Regions from separate parts of the Triticum aestivum genome. Here region 1 is linked to region 2. Evidence: chromatin contacts called from public Hi-C data. All regions are on one chromosome and are shown on one strand. Each heading gives the region's core, a stretch centred on a gene start, on an enhancer-like site or on the middle of the called end of the contact. The rest is flanking DNA. Distances are from core to core; before and after follow the strand shown.

Region 1 (2,945 bases), core at 196-2,695, 120 kb after region 2:
TTAAAAACATTTTTTGTATTTGTGAACATTCTAAAACAATGATGACCATTTTTTGAATTCATAAACATTTTTAAAATTCATGAATATTTGTTTAATACAAAAATATTTTTTTCAAAATCCAAAATCATTGACATATTTTATTTCCTGATATTATTTTTGAAATCATGAACTTTTTTGAATATACAAATATATTTTCAAAACAAGAACATTTTTGGAATGCACGAACATTTTATGATTTCTTGAATGTTTTTTAAAATTCACAATTATTTTTTAAATTTTGAAGTTTTTTGAAATTTAAAATTATTTATGGGAGAGAAAAGCAAGACAAAAATAAAAAAATATAAAAACATGCACCCACATGTGGTCCAGCCCAAAAGGGCACGTGGGGAAGCGGGTGTGCGCTAGCTCATTAGCAAGTGCATAGCACCCAAATAGGCAAAAATCCTTTTTGAGCCCGGGCTCATCTGCACCCGTGTTGAATAAGAAAGTTAAAATAAATACTAGAAAAATTTAAAATTTTCAATTTTTCCCATGGTAGACAATTTGGTGCGTGAGGCCCGCTCCAATTTTCAAATCATTTGGACAAATGAGCAACTCTCGGTAAACAAGACAAATTCAGGGTCTGTAAAATAGTTTACTGTTCATGTACTATTTTGACCTAATTTGTCTTTTTTTTTCTGAGAGCTAATCAGATATACAAATGAGCTATAATTTTGAGCGAGCCTCTCGGAATAATTTTTCTACCATGGGAAAACGTAGAATTTTTTGAATTTTTCTAGTATTCTTTGTGAATTTTTTCTGGACAGGTGCAGATGAGTCTGGGCACCGAATCGCTACACTGCCGAATAGGGGCTCTCTTTCACGAGTAGTTTAGCATCTTTTTTCTTCAATAGCATTAGGAACACCTGGTTGGGGTGGTGCATCAAGCTCCCATCCAGACGGAAACATTGGTTGATGGCATCGAGGACATCACCTTTGACCGTTTGCTAGGAAAAATTTGTTGGAGCTAAGATGATTTGACTATTTATTTTCAAATCACTAGGACAATCCCCGCGTGCTGCAACAAATATTCCATTACGTTAGCTCGTGATTTACCTATATATATTTATGCCATTGTGTAAATAACTTTTTATCAAATCCTGCTCGTGAATTATCTTAGATTTTGATGAGAAGTTTGGTAAAAAAATTCAAGTAGAATTAGTGCAGAAGATAAGTAAATGAAGGTGATTGAATATCATTTCTCTGAATTGAGGTAATTGATAGGGGGAAGATTGGACGAAAGGGTGGTGGAAAGAATGAACCTTGCATTCTTTTTTTTTTGAGTGGTTCCTTGCATTCTTTTGTAAAGTCGTAGAGAAGAGAGATAGGGATAGTATCTGTGGCCCATCAGCCCAGTAGTGTTTATGCTGGAAGCCAAGCCCAAATATTAAGGCCTGAGGGAAGCTCGGGAAGGGCCCGAGACCGAGAAGAAAGGGGACGAAGCGCCCGACCTCGCCGGAGATGGCGCGCAGGAGGGGCGTTGCCGCGGCGGTGGCGGCGGCCGCGACCTCCCCGGCCCTCGTGGCGGCCGTCTCCTTGATGGCGCTGGTGTACTACTACACGGTGTTCGTCTTGCTGGACCACTGGCTCGGCCTCGGCACGACGGCCGGCGCCGCCCACGCGGCCGCCTTCTCCCTCCTCCTCGCCGCCTGCTTCTTCTCCTTCCTCTGCGCCGCGGCCGCCGATCCCGGATCCGTGCCCTCTGCCTTCTCCCCCGACGCCGAGGACCCGCAGGGACAGGTCCCAGATCTCTCTCGCCTTCTTCTTCGTCCTCCTGTTAGATTTCCTTGGAATTTAGGTTCTTGATTCAACTGCAGCGTCTCCAAGTTTCAATTGACCTGGAATTTTCCATAGTGAATTCAACCTGACACCTAGTTCATATCACAGTAGATCAGCTATCTGTGGATCGATCACGTTGAGCTAAATGCGAATCCATTGTGTTTTTCCCTTCTTGATTTCATCTCATCTCAGAGCTGCTAGTAGTTGTTGCCATAGCTATGAATTTAGGAGCAACAAAATTTTGAATATTGGAGAGCTCCCTGATAAAGCTCGATATTTGGTCACAACAGGGACTGAAATCAAGGTATTGTGACAAGTGTTGCATCCACAAGCCTGCCCGAACCCACCATTGTAAGGTCTGCAAAAGGTGTATTCTGAAAATGGTAGGTGCGGCTATCTATGTTCATTCTGTTAGCTGCGAAATGAAGCCGTGCTGAAAATGCCCGGGTATGGTTTTAATATCAGGATCACCACTGTGTCTGGATTAACAACTGTGTGGGCTATACAAATTACAAAGCCTTTATCATCTGTGTCCTGAATGCAACCATTGGGTCCCTTTATTCGTCGGTAAGTTACTACATTGAACAAAAGTTGGCACGTTTTCAACGAACATTTCTCATGGCCGTGTCAAAGTATATTGCAGGTGATATTTGTATGCGATCTTCTACGAACAGAGCACGACTTTGGTATTCATTATGTGAAGATCATCCATGTAAGTGAGCTGACCATTGTTTTGAATTACGAGCTCACTGTGCAGTCAGCAATCTCTTGCAGCTACCATTCAATATTAGTTACCATGCCATTATCCATTGGCAAGATATTTTTCATTTATCTTCTATATATTGGCATTATTATGCCTAATGTCAGAAATATTTGACTTTTTACTTGTTCTGTCATGAAGGCCAAAGAACATTTCTGTCCTGTTGTATCTTCATGATGATACACTAGCCAAACCCACAGGTTGATTCGGGTACTAACAGGGACAGGAACCATCACGCTAGTCTTGTGCTGGAAGTCTGGTCTGCGATATGGATACGGGTATTGGTATCACGCCAATTCAGAGGCATTTCTGAAATGCGCCTGTATGGGGATACGCTTGACCATTAAAATTCCATAAATAGTCCTTT
Region 2 (2,918 bases), core at 235-2,734:
CGTCTACTTGTGTAGCTACCTCACCAAAAGGGTAAAAACTAGGAAGGTTGCTCCACCAAAGGACGAGCCCCTCAGGTGGCTGATTAAGAGGAACTGTTTGACACTATTTGTGTTGAACATCAACTCCTGTATGTGAGATTTGAAAAGAAAATGTTGAAGTCATTTCTAGATCTACTCGTACAAATGATCGGTGGACAATAACATGTGGATTCGTGTGTCGCTACATAGTGAATTATAGATCTAGCTAGCCGTTCAAGATAATGAAGGACAATAACCCATGCATAGGACGACCGACACATAGCCGCATAGACTGACACAACATGTGAAGTAAAATCACGTACAATCAACATCGTAACTTGTGGGGTCCTTGTGAGCTGGGAATCTGAACAATAATAGTCGGTAACCTAACGACGATTTTTTGCCTGTAGCAACAATTTGCTCTGTCGCTTTCTATGCGTCACATATTGTATGATGTGACTAGTACCCCAAACAAAAATACCAATGTGGTCAATACCTTGGGCGGAGATGTGAAGCAAGTGGTTTTTCTCGCGCAAGTGTGGTCCTTGTTTTCTTAAAAAAAAGGTGAACCTATTCTATTCTAGCCGCCAACCCGTCAAACAAATTCATTCTAGCAAAGAAAAAAAAATACATCTACTCCCTCACATGGCACCATGGTTGAAGCAAATCAGGAAATGGCCTGATAGAGCCTAGGGTGTGATCCATCATATAAAGGGAATCTGGAATGTCTAATTTCTACATTTCAAAAAATACTTTCCTCATAAATATACACAATCATCATTTTCTTCCTCGCAATAGGCATAGAAATCGCCGTTTTCTCATTGGAGTTGAATCTTGAAAAAGGGGAAGATAGACATGGGGAAGCTTTCCGACGGAAGCTACCGGTGGCCTTATCATTTTCCTTGCATTCACCTATCTGTCGATGCGGTCAATACCTAATCAGAGACAAGAGATAGGTGGTTTATCCTTGCGCACCAGGTATGTGTGCGCCCCCGGTTTTCTTGAGCGGTGTCGAGCTAGTCTAGTCACCACCCTGTCAACATATTTAGTCATCAAGCAGAAAATTGACATGTGTCATGCATCTATTTTTATTCTGCGTGTGATGACAGATGCTCGAAGCAAAAATAGACTATCTAAATAGAGATGGGTGTAGTCCATGGTGAAAATAAAACCGTGCCTTTTAAGCACGGAATTCCATTCCTCAAAAAACCATGGAATCGTCATTTTTCTCTCCCTGAAATTGGAGTGGAAGGGTTGAAACCTGGAAGGAGGTGAAGGAAAAAACCATGGGAAGTGGAGGAAGAAAAACCATGGGAAAGTGGCGTGAATGTGACCGATGATGGGTGCGCGGGTTGAGAGGGTGGTGGTGGCGGGCCCAGGTGCCCGCGATGTGGGCAACAACCTAGTACCGATCCCATTGAGCCCAATGCAGGTGGGCCCCCACCGCACCGCACCACCACCACCCGCTGCCTGCCCACCAGACTCTCACGAGCCGGCGTACTATCCAATGCCGCCCCCGGCCCCACGGCCCAGTCAGCACTGCCTCCTCGCTCTCGCACTCTCTCGAGCAGTAGCAGTAGTAGTACTGCTACTTGGCAGCTGATCCTACCGTCAGCTCCACGCTGTGTGTGTTCGTCTTAACACACGCAGACACACAGAGGATGTCATGGGTCACCTCACCATTGAGTGGTCGATGGCAATGGCGAGACAAGGCAGCAATGGCACGGGTGCATGGTACCTAGTACCATGCATGGACGATCGCATTTTTTTTTTTTTGAGGGGAGACGATCGCATTATTTGAGATGTGGATAGAAAGCAATGCACATTTACATGGCTGAGGCTAGGCGCCCCAAGTCGGCAGCCTAGAAAACCTCACATCCACCCTCATATAACTAGCTAATTGCCCACTGCCCTACGGAGGCGAATGCTGTTTCTGACGAATTAGCTAGGCTAGAGCGACCTCGACTCCACTTCCCGCGTGGATAGAGGAACCACTGGCATCAATTGTTAGGTGGCTGCTGGATGATGTATCAGTACTTTGATTTAATAAAGATTCCAAAGTTTTTTTAAAAACTAGCTAATTGCCCATGCGTTGCAACGGGGCATATATATTCTAGTGATCCTCTCGTCCAACTCTCCATGATAATTTTCATAATTAATGTGATTCTTCCATCCAAAGAAAGATACTCTCCATAAGTAACTTGATACCCCCGTTCGAAGAATAATACTCTCCATAACTAACGTGATCCTTACGTCTAACGAATGATACTCTCCATGATTAGTGTGATCCTCCCGTCCAAAGAATGATACTCTTCATATTTCACATGAAACCAACAAACATATGAAACCAAACCAAGACATACCATCGCAACAGAATACTTCCCTTTACTAGTAGATATATTACGAGATCACTCTCCCTAAGACTATTGTTTCCCACCTTCTTCCATTCATAGAAATAGGTACGGATCTTATGGACGATCGCTTTTGCGAGCATGGAGGCTGTTTTGAACACCCGATGATTCTTCTTGAGCCAGATGCTCCGAAGAGTGCACAGGACCACTGAGTTAACGCCTTTTCATAGCTTAGGAGGGATGACATGTTGGAGGGTTGCCCACCAGGATAGGGTTTCACTAGTTGCGACCGGCGCATGGTTCTGTAGACCGATCCAGCGCAACACTTGCTCAACAACCTCACACGCAAACATACATTGCACCATCAGGTGCTCGATAGTCTCCATGTGTTGGCAGCAAAGTGGACACGAGCCTGATGTGGGAGGCCTCTCTTGGCCAGGTGATACGCCCATTTTGCATCATGTTTTCCTACTCTTATTTATTATGTTTTGGGTCATTATTTCACTTTATGATGCTGTTTCTAATGTCTTTTCTCTCTGATTTTGCAAG

Evidence for each region. A called contact is a pair of places that touch in the nucleus more often than the background predicts.
Region 1: a contact with region 2 is called in a Hi-C map of leaf, with 2.9 times the contacts expected there. The contact joins the promoter of LOC123139887 here to the enhancer-like site in region 2. A contact is called at or near these places in 4 of 5 Hi-C or Micro-C datasets (leaf and an unstated tissue).

Annotation. Positions count from the first base shown.
Region 1 is chr6B:711,776,210-711,779,154 of IWGSC CS RefSeq v2.1, forward strand. It overlaps LOC123139887 (probable protein S-acyltransferase 15), which reads left to right and starts at 1,446. Exons shown (of 7, transcript XM_044559582.1): 1 at 1,446-1,779; 2 at 2,109-2,201; 3 at 2,284-2,385; 4 at 2,462-2,530. The coding sequence starts at 1,501.
Region 2 is chr6B:711,655,612-711,658,529 of IWGSC CS RefSeq v2.1, forward strand. No RefSeq gene overlaps it. Among protein-coding and RNA genes, the nearest start is that of LOC123135078, 58 kb to the left of the region's middle. Within about 2 kb of position 1,485, at least 8 of the 8 cell types and tissues checked have an H3K27ac peak or open chromatin away from gene starts, as enhancers often do. A contact at or near this core is called in leaf, where this site is marked.